2 separate regions of the Rattus norvegicus genome follow, and region 2 is linked to region 1. The links are chromatin contacts, called in public Hi-C maps. All regions are on one chromosome and are shown on one strand. The core of a region is the stretch at or near the end of the contact, and the rest is flanking DNA. Distances in the headings are between cores, read along the strand shown.

Region 1 (5,608 bases), core at 397-2,896:
CAGTAGCTGACAAGGTTACAGAACCACACCATCCCAGGCCTAAAGTCCAGTAGGTAGCTGTTGACCACCCTTGAGATGAAATGCCACAACACTGAAGCCAACTTTACTGGGCTGGTCACTGTGGTCTGTAGGGTTTTTCATTGCTTTTCTCCCTTGGCAGCTTCCATAGACAGCACTTTCACATGCTTTGAGAGCTAGTCCTCGGGGACGGGGCTTTCGGGTTGGTTCCAACTTGAACCCTGGTACAGACATTTGTAGAACTAATTCACAGCCACGCATAGCGGCAGATGCCTGTAATCTCAATTACCCAAGAGGCTTTGGCATAATCGCCAAGTACCAAACCAGGACCTTGTATCAAAACTGAAGGACTGTGGATGTTGCAGTGGTTGTACAGCACATTTTCAGAAAAAAACAAAACAAAACAAAACAAACGGTTATTATTGTTACTACTACTACTACTACTACTACTACTACTACTACTACTACTACTACTGCTATTACTACTACCTTTTTTAGGTGCTGGAAGGGAACCTAGGGCTTCCAGCACGGTCACCGCTAAGCTCACCAGATAGCATCATCATCCTTCAGGATCGCTCACTCATTTCTGTCTGTGAGCCAAATTGGTCTCAAACGCATGATCCTCTTGCATCAGTCAGCCTCAGGCTCGAGTACTGATGTTGCGTTAAGCAGTATGTGCATTAGGTTCTTAGACAGTCTCCCTGTCGCTCAGGCTGGTCTGAAACTCCTAGCAAACTCGGATATCAGGCCCTCCTGTCTCCATCTTCCATATTCTGGGGATTACAGCCCTACACTGTGACCTTCTGTTTTTTTAACTTTGGGAGGCGTTATTTTTATATGTGTATGTGCGCGCACACACATAAGCCACGTGTGTGTGGCTGCCGTGTGCATGATCCCCTGGAGTTAGTTACAGGTAGCAACCGCCTTAGGACTCAAACTAGGCTTCTTTAAAAGGGCAGAAAGTTCTCTCAACCACTAATGCATCTTTCCAGCGCCCCGCCCTCTTTGATTCTGTTTCTCCCTGTGTTGTTCGGTGTATCTCTCCTAACTCATCTTCCCAAGTGTTGCGTTTGCAGGCATACGCAGCCACATCACCACTATTCGGCGAAGCTGCGGGCTGAATTCGGGGGCTTTGTGCCATGCCAGACAAGCGTGCTAAGCCCTCAAGCTCCCCTTGGCTTTCCAATCCTCCTCCAGGTCTTAGGGCGGCTCCCGCAGCTCACTGCAGGTCAGGATATCAGCCTTGCCAGTCAGAAGGTGCTGCAGCCGCCCTCACGTTCTGGCGCTAAATTTGGGCCAATAGAGTTGCACCCCACGGGAGACTTGGGACCAATGAGGAGCGACTCACGCGACAGGCTGGGCACGTGACACGTGCAGGGCAGCCGCCCACCTGGGCCGGAGGTAGCGCGATGGCCGCACTTCCAATGGCTCGCACAACTTCTAGTCACGTGCAGTGTTTACGGACTCAGCAGCTACGGGAAGGTCATGTGACGGTGACGTGACCCGCCTCTCTCCAATGGAGAAAGAACGCTCCCTTAACAAACCGGGAACTGTTTCAGGTCCACAAATGACAGTGCAGAGGGGCGGGGTCAGTCTGTCACGTGAGCGGGGCGGCACTGGCTGCAGGCGAACGCGGCGCGCAGGCGTCTTAGGGACCCGGTAGCGACGGCGGCGGCGGCGGCGGTCACAGCGGCGGCGGGAGCTGGTCGCTGACCAAGCGGGAGTCGCCATGGCGGCAGACGGAGAGCGCTCCCCGCTGCTCTCCGAGGCCGGCGATGGCGGCGCTGGTGGCAACGGCTTAGCGGGTCCGGGCGGGAGCGCGACTGGGCCCGGTGGAGGCCTGACGCCCTCCGCACCTCCGTACGGAGCCGGTAAACATGCCCCGCCCCAGGGTAAGCCGGAGGTCTGAAATGCACCTAGGCCTAGGGGCGGATCGGGTCAGGGGGCGGAGCCTGCTTCCGCGGCAGGTGTGGCACCTGTCACGGAGCGAGGTATCCTTGGTCCGCAATCACTGTCTAAGCCTGCCGCGAGAGCTTCCTCAGAGGGTTCGCCACCTCCGTGGAGCATCCGTGGTTAGTGTCCGAGTGATGATTTGGGTTTATCTGCTTCCTCTTCAGCATTTCCCCCGTTCCCTGAGGGGCATCCAGCTGTGTTGCCTGGAGAGGACCCACCCCCCTACTCACCCCTGACTAGCCCGGATAGTGGGAGTGCCCCCATGATTACCTGTCGAGTCTGTCAGTCTCCGATCAACGTGGAAGGCAAGATGCATCAGCATGTAGTCAAATGTGGTGTCTGCAACGAAGCCACCGTGAGTTATAACTATCTGCAAAATGGGCCTTGTTTCCTGGATCCTCTTTCTGGTTCTAGATCCTGTTTAAGAACTATTCATGAAACCTACTTTCAGTTCCTGGATCTTGCAGCAGCCGTTTTGTTTTTTTTTTTTTGTTTTTTTTTTTTTTTTTTTTAAGAAGCCATTCACCAAAACTAATGTTCACCAACTTTCGCTGTTTGATTTTTCCTGGATCCTGAAGTGTAGTTCTCACTGGCAGTTGTAGTTGGCTTTTGCTTTTTGTTGGCTCTCTGCGTTTTTGAGACAGTCTCACAGTGACCCGGGTTCTCCTCAGACTCTGCAATCTTCCTCAGCCTCACAGACATGCTCTGCTGGCAACATTTGTATATCTCAAATGTCTGATTCTTTCTTTCTCAGTAATGTTCTTGCAGAGGATTGGGACCGTGGGCTTTCTGCTGATATACCCATTGTTCTTTATTCGTTGTTCTCTAGCCGATCAAGAATGCACCTCCAGGAAAGAAGTATGTCCGATGTCCCTGTAACTGTCTCCTTATCTGCAAAGTGACTTCTCAGCGGATTGCCTGCCCTCGGCCCTACTGGTAAGAGACCTAAGATGAGAAGGCCATACTTAGGGAAAGTCGTAAAGCCAAAACAAAAACTGGAGCTGGGCAAGGTGGTGCATGCCTGTATTCAGTCCCAGCACCTGAGGCGGAGGCAGGACGACCTGTGTAGTAGCACCTTGAATTCCCAGTCATCCTGCCTACACCTCCTAAGTGCTGGGATTCAGTGTGTCATCAGATCCAATTAGAATTAAGAATTTTTAAAACATACTTTTCCCCCTGTATAGCAAAAGAATCATCAACCTAGGGCCTGTACATCCAGGACCTCTGAGTCCAGAACCACAGCCAATGGGTGTCAGGGTCATCTGTGGACATTGCAAGAATACGTTTCTGGTGAGGAGGGATATTGGGAAACCCTGGAGGAGGCAAGTACTAGGAATAGTAATAAATTCTGAAAAAGACTGTCCTATTTTGCATTGTCCATCCTCCCCCTTGTTTTGGGGTTCTCATTGAAGAGAACCTTCCTTCTATGGTTGTTTTTCTTTTTCCATAGTGGACAGAATTCACAGACCGAACCTTGGCACGATGCCCTCACTGCAGAAAAGTGTAAGTGGTTAGGGGTTGTACTGGTAACTGGGTGATGTGTGGTATAAAATCAACAGGGCTCTTCCAAATATCAATTTCTGTTGGCTCCCCACAGGTCATCTATTGGGCGCAGATATCCTAGGAAGAGATGCATTTGCTGCTTCTTACTTGGTTTACTCTTGGCAGTCACTGCCACTGGCCTTGCTGTGAGTAGCCTCGGTGCAAACCTCTTATCAGCTTCCTCACAGGCTAAGATTTGAAAAGGTGGTACCTTAAAGAATGGCGAAAGAGAAAAAAAAAAAAAAAGAATGGCGAAAGAGTTTGGCGTTGGGTTATGTCCCTATAATCAAAGAATAGAGGCAGGTCTCATATCCCAGACTACATAGCAAAACCCCGTCTATAAAAAAAAGGGGGGGGGGGGCCTGGAGAGATGGCTCAGCGGTTAAGAGCACTGACTGCTCTTCCAGAGGTCCTGAATTCAATTCCCAGCAACCACATGGTGGCTCACAACCATCTGTAATGAGATCTGATGCCCTCTTCTGGTGTCTGAAGAGAGTGAGGGTGTACTCACATACATAAAATAAATAAACCTTTAAAAAAAGGGGGGGGGGGAATAGATTGTTGTCAGCTCCAGATGTGGTTTAGCTAGTAAAAGTATTTGCATAGCCTACATGAAGCCCTGGGTATGATCTCCAGCACCACATAAACTGAGCAGAACTGGGCATAGCCCTGAAAGCTATGGTCCCAGTACTAGGAGGTGGAGGCAGGAGGATAGGATTTCAAGACCATTAACTATAGGATTTGAGGCTGCTCAGGGTGCTGACATGAGACACTAGCCTTAAAAAAACAAAAAAACAAAAAACTGAAGTGAATGAATGAGTCTGGTGATGGGGTCGGGGGTTTGTATTTAGGTAGAGGTGAACTCAAGTCAGAGGTCACTAATAAACTAAGTAAAACAGTGTTCCCACTCTGGAGAGAGAAATGAGTTATCGGCAATCCTGGTTCACTTGGTAGGTGTAAGAAATGCTGGCTGATGCCTGGGATGGCAGAGTACTTTCCTGCTTAAGGGAAGAAAGCTAAAACACCTGATCTTGGTCCCTGAGGGTGTTACAAGTGATTGGGCTGCAGAGACAGAAGTTTGCATTGCATTACTGTTTCTAAGACTTTGAAACAGTGGATACCAAAAGTAACCTTATCTTTTTTTTCTTCCTCCTGTCAGTTTGGCACATGGAAGCCTGCACAGCAATATGGAGGTATCTATGCAGCCTGGGCGTTTGTCATTTTGTTGGCCGTTCTATGTTTGGGCCGGGCCCTTTACTGGGGCTGTATGAAGGTCAGCCATCCTGTCCAGAACTTCTCCTGAGCCCCTTGATGCAGTGTGTGCCTGGCGGCTGCCTGGTACCACAGTAACACTACAAAAGGCTCTCTGGACTTCTAAAGGAAGCCAAACAGCTGGCTCCCTTTTCCCTGGGGAGAGGTAGGAAGGAACCAGCCCCTGACTTAGGTTTGGAGGGGTAGGGAAGACCATTGCTGACTGGCTGCTTTCTTCCAAGGACTGCTGTTTAGGGTAAATAGACAACATTGCCCCTAAGCCTGGATCCTAAAGATGGTTCTAGCCATGTCCTTCCTGTATGTGCTCTTTGAGAACCATTCCTGTCCCTCAGTACATTCCAGGGCAGGGTGGGGGTGGAAAGTGGGAGGGGGTGTTCCCCTCCCTCTTGTGTACCGTTAGGACCTTGCTGCTGCTATTGCACTTCACCAGGGGCTGGCTCCGGCCTCAACACCCTCAGTCTCTTCTCCCCACATTTCGGGTCCCGTGGGGTGGGGTCAGCCACTGCTCTGTACAGAACTACAGGAACTGTTGTGTATATATATAACTATTTAATATGGGATATGTTCCCCTAACCCTGTGCATCCCTGAATTCCTCCTTCCGGCTTTACTTCCAGTTGAAGTATTGAACTGGGCTGAGGTAGGGTCACTGTCTTGGGAGAGGTCAGGGATTCATCTGTGCTTGTAAATAAATAATGTCATGACTGTAACCTTTCCCATTTAACAAGTTTTGTGTTTGAAAGGGGGAATATTTAGACTCAAAAAGGGACAGAGACCATGAAGTTGAAAAGTAGGACTTTTATTTCACTTGGATTGTTTAAAGGA
Region 2 (5,020 bases), core at 1,458-3,957, 160 kb before region 1:
GTTCTTGTCCCCTCCCCCTCCCTCCTGCACTTAACCCGACTGTGAGCTGAAAGGAAATGAGGCTGGAGTTGTTAGAAGATGACTAAGCTGCTGTAGCCTGACTTCAGGTACTAGAGTCTGCGGAAAGGGAGACAGTCGCATTCTGACCAGGCATCCATTAGACAAGTGCCAAACTTTGTTCTGACAAATGCCAGCATTTCAACTGTCTCAGAAATACAGGGAAGGCTAGCACTCGGGGACATTCAGGGTGAGGCCTCTCTACTGGTATCCAAGCCAACACCGAATGCTCAGTGTGCAAACATAACGGGAATGGTGGTGCCTCTTTTAAATTAATCACACAGCGCTTTGACAACAGATGAGGACGGGCTGGGTTCTAGAGTCAGCAACCACTCATTGTTAGGAGAGCGGCCAGTCCATTGCGACACCCGGATGGCCTCATCGGTCTCCAGGGGAAATATCAGCCAACTCCATGGCCAGAGGTAACATATCAGTGTGGCCCTTTCTGATAAACAACTACAAAACAGAGGCACTTCACCCTCAGCCACAGCACACGCCCAGACACAAAATCCAGGGTCTGACACACTAACCTGCTCAAACGCAGGAACTTCCCTCTTTTAAGTTTTGCATTTTATTAAGGTGAAAGGAAAAACAGTGTGTGTGTGTGTGTGTGTGTGTGTGTGTGTGTGTGTGTGTGTGTGTGTGTGTTTTCCGGGACTCAGACCCAGGACCTTACATATGATAAGTAGATACCATTGAGCCACATCCAAGGCCTGAATATTGTATTTTTGTCAGTAATTTAAATTCATATAAAACAACTGACAATTTTAAAAAGTATTAAAAATTTTAACCTCTGGAAAGCCATCACCTTTCCTGGAATTTTTGTCTGTCTCTTCGCCAAGCCAGTAATATCCATGGACACATGAGGCATGAAATTCTTCTTCTAATAATTCTAGTGTTGGCATACTTCCCCCCTTTATACAGAGTGTGTATGTTTAATTCGGTCCTTAGGACGCATTATAGAGTGGAAGGTATGGGGACGCTGTCAACATTCCTTTACAGCACTGACATAATACTCAATGGGTAACGGAAGTAACAACTAAAAAAAGGAAAGCTCACAGGAGGCCCCCTGAGGAGTGGGTTCGCCACTGGTTCAGGGACCATGGAAACAAAGTCCTGATGATGTGTGTATGTTTCCAAACAAGATACAAAGTAAACAGTTACTTCAGGGCATACTGCGCTCTGGCTTACTTGTGGTTTGCAGCCACTCTGAAAATAACTGTTTACAGAGAATTCTTTACCCAAATGAACATATGGAGAACCTCAAGAGATGTTTTACCAGACTGCATCCATACGCTTTTTCAGTATCTGTGCTGCTGAAGCGAGCACATTGACACACTGTTTAATCCATGCATGGAGTCACACTAACAATGTCTCCAGGGGACAACTCCACAGCCTTTTGTGGGGTGCAGAAAGAGCGAGGGTGAGAGGGAAGCTCATGTACCCCTACAAGCTGAGCCATGGTTGAACTGATGGCTCTCCGAGGTCTGGGACTGTGGCTGGTTCACTTTTTCTAATCACCCCCTGTTAACCTAAGCTTCGATTCCACATTATCTAAACCACATTACTAAGGTCCCACCACCCCATGTGATCAAAATGAGACGATCTCTCCACCTTCGTTTTAAGGAAGAGGGAGTTGAAGAACAAAGAAAGGGACGTTACTTGACCGATGAGCATTTGGCGTTTCTGTGACCGGAAGATTTCCAGTGTACAACCCAACTTTTTTATCCCATCGGAATGATTTCTAGAAAAGTCAAAACTCATGTTTAAAGTAGTACTGACTAATTACTTAACACCGATTATTTCCATAAATCTCCCAGACATCTGATTTCTCCCTTTTATCATCATATTGTTTCTTGGGTTTAAGCCGCTGCGACTGGCAGCCCTGACTAACTCAGAGCTGGGTGGTGCTTGCTCTTTGAATAGCTGAGGCTGCTTTTCGGAGTTTGCCAGAGGCTTTTCAGACCGGTGTGCTAACTGAGGTTTCTAACGATTGCATGTATGAACTGGCTATAAGATTTCTACTATCACAGACGGAAGAACCTGGCCCACTGGAGATGTCCCAATATAAGCACAAGGTTTCTATCCTCCTTCTGAAACAGAGGCGCTCCATCACTGCACTGGCATGTGCTGTTTCAATCCCAACTACCCAGGAAGAAGGCATAGAGGATGCTGCTGACGCGTCTCCAAAAGTTTCACAACACAGTTAAAGATAAGTTAAGGGAGGGAGACAGGCAATGGAAAACGAAAACACCACTTCTGCTTGCACAACCTTGACAGACTTGCATCACAAATCTGATGTCGACCTAGGAACCCTCAAAATTTTCCCTGTCTGAGCGAACGAGGGCTGCTTGGAATTCCTCCCTTCGCAGATTCTGCGATCCCCTAGAGCCTGGGTTCTACACAATGACCATCCACGCTGGACTCTGGCAAGATGCGGAAAGTGAACTGTGGAAACCTGTGAGAACCGAATTGATCCCCACCACACCTCAGCTCTGTAATTAGACCGGAGAAGTTGAGAAGTCCTCTCCCAGGAGCCCCACAACTGTCCTTAGTAGGACTTCCATAGCTAAACCCTGGAGGGACAGGCGTAGAAACCCACCTGGACGCGGAACTGGAGATGACGGCTTTGTTTCTCACTCCTTTTTCCTGATGGGATGGCGAATAGAAGAAATGAGGTTTCCTTTGCAATCTCGTCGCCGATTTGGGTGAGGTCGCCGTTGCCTGGCCACGCAAACAGATTGGGGCGGGGTGCAGAGGAGTGGAGGGTGGGCGGTCCAGCCTCAGTGGCTGGGACCGCACCCCATTTCTTCCAAGGACGCTCCTCCCCGTTGGGCTGGCCGGCAAGACAGTTTAACCCCAACCACCAAGCAGACAATGTGGGTTTTTGCACAGAAATTGGACTGGTAGATGTCTCGAGGACCTCCAAGAGAAGCATCCGCGGCAGAAACACCAAGCCTGCCAAGGGGACGCTGGAACCTGGGAATTTGGTGCTACTGGCACGAGAAAGTTTGTCGTGAACTTTTGTCCAGGAGTTATCCAAGGACGAGGCAAAAAGTGCAGGGCTCGTCCGGGATTTGAACCCGGGACCTCTCGCACCCAAAGCGAGAATCATACCCCTAGACCAACGAGCCATAGCACAGTTCTGCTCTTTCGTGCTCGTCAGTCTAGCATGTTTTGACATAGGCTGTCTAGAGGCTTCAGCGGTTTCTTTTCTCTTTTCGTCTCTCACAGAGGAAACTTCTTTCGTATTATTTAATTTCCACCCTAACTTTGTCAAGTCCCACCCATTAATTCCGGACCTATCCCTTTTTATTCTCTATCCACGTCCGGGACAACTCAAGGCTCAGAATGGGATCAGAAGAGGCAGCTTTTCAGATTTCAAGTCACAGGCCTGCCTGATCACTTATTCCAGAAGGAGCCCGGAGCGAGCCGGCTTAGCGCTGCGATCTCCGGGTGGAGCCCAGCTGCAGGGTACTTGCGGGCACAAAAATCTTACAGGCAGGCGGGACAACAAAATACTGAGGGCAGGAGGAGGCTGCGGGTAGCCAGTTAGACTGGCGGCCGATAAGTTTGCTCTTGTCTTGTGATTCTGTAGACCTTCGCGGTTTTCCTGAATCAGAACTGCGTTTTCAACCTCACTCCCTTTGTTTACAAAGTATTCCATCCGACCTGGACTCTACACTCTTCCAGCCTCGTCTCCAACACAGGTCAAATGCTGCATGAAATACCTAAACGAGTAAAGTGTCTCTTTGCCAGTTAGTGGGGCAATCGCCGGGGTCAGTTAGAGGTTTTGTTCGGCAAATCAGGGTCCTGCGGGTCATCAGAGCGCTAAAAACGGGTACACAAACATGTCCACAAGGTTCTGTACCTTGCGGTCTTTGATGTCTGGACTTCGGACAATGGGCAGCACAGTAGACTCGAAAACTAAAAGTAAACAACGAGAGAGCCAGAGAAACCAAACTCCAAGATTCATTTTCTTTTTCGTAACTGTTTGATTACAGGTAGATAGTGATTGCGCGTTTTGACCATTTCCAGAGAGGAGAGATTGTTGATAAGTTAGGACGATCAATAGTGGCACGTTGAACAAAGGACCGGAGTTTATCTCAGGAAATAGCCCAAAATACAGGCTACTCCTTCGAGCCGGAATCGAACCAGCGACCTAAGGATGGCTGTAATGAACCTGCTACAGTCCTCCGCTCTACCAGCTGAGCTATCGAAGGGAAGCACGGGGATCCTCCTTCAGAAAGTGGTATTCAGTAGGTAGGTAACCACCGCGGCCTAGGCCCGGCGGATGGCAGTGCGTGACTGGTGGGTGCCTTGAGCGAGAAGCTACAGACGCCCTGCCGGGGTCGCGGTCCGGCCCTCCGGACGAAGTCAGAGCTCTGAGGACGCCCGCCTCCGAGTGCGTGCGTGCAGGCGGTGAAGCGAGCAGCCGAGATCCGAGAACGAGCGCTCTGCACCCAGTCCGCGCGACACTCTACAAACCCACTCTGCGGGATGGCATGGATTGATGCCGCCACAGCTAGGAAACCCAGGGACTGGAGGCGTGGCTTGGCGGTAGCGTGGTTAGCCTGAGATCCCAGGTTTAGCCTCAGCACCTAACGATAAAGAAGCTCTTCTGAGAGAAAGGCCATTCCTCTTACAGAAAGTCATAACCACGGCCTCTTTGAGTTCATTCCCTGGTTTAGTGACCAAGGTCTCACGTCAACTGCGGTACTCTATTTCCTGCGCGAGACAGTGAAGTATGGAGGCCTGTGTGCGGACTTAGCCTCCCGGTACAGCACGCGGTTGCCAGTCCTCCCCCTTTCCCTCCGGCCTAGCTCTTGCAGGGAGGTCAACCTTCTCCTGCGTCCAATCTTAGCGCGGTGCGCTCAGCAGGCTGTCGGAGACTTTGTTAGAGCGCAGAGTGCGGACCTGCACTCGAGCTCCGCAGCGAGAGTAAAATTTTATCGCGTCTTGC

Evidence for each region. Hi-C and Micro-C count contacts between places; a contact is called where the count stands out from the background.
Region 2: a Hi-C map of frontal cortex shows a contact between it and region 1, with 2.1 times the contacts expected there. The contact joins the promoter of Rnase4 here to the promoter of Pip4p1 in region 1. A contact is called at or near these places in 4 of 12 Hi-C or Micro-C datasets (frontal cortex, hepatocytes, liver and 1 more).

The regions. Positions count from the first base shown.
Region 1 is chr15:26,620,284-26,625,891 of GRCr8, reverse strand. Pip4p1 (phosphatidylinositol-4,5-bisphosphate 4-phosphatase 1) reads left to right here and starts at 1,646. Exons shown (of 7, transcript NM_001014233.2): 1 at 1,646-1,910; 2 at 2,136-2,326; 3 at 2,801-2,907; 4 at 3,156-3,261; 5 at 3,422-3,474; 6 at 3,569-3,659; 7 at 4,673-5,493. The coding sequence starts at 1,748. The coding sequence ends at 4,816. It overlaps Apex1 (apurinic/apyrimidinic endodeoxyribonuclease 1), which reads right to left. Exons shown (of 5, transcript NM_024148.1): 5 at 5,566-5,608.
Region 2 is chr15:26,783,974-26,788,993 of GRCr8, reverse strand. It overlaps Rnase4 (ribonuclease A family member 4), which reads right to left and starts at 2,707. Exons shown (of 2, transcript NM_020082.2): 1 at 2,660-2,707. Trnap-ugg6 (transfer RNA proline (anticodon UGG) 6) reads right to left here and starts at 3,191; the gene lies at 3,120-3,191. Trnay-gua4 (transfer RNA tyrosine (anticodon GUA) 4) reads right to left here and starts at 4,280; the gene lies at 4,192-4,280. It also overlaps a transcript of Ang not described here.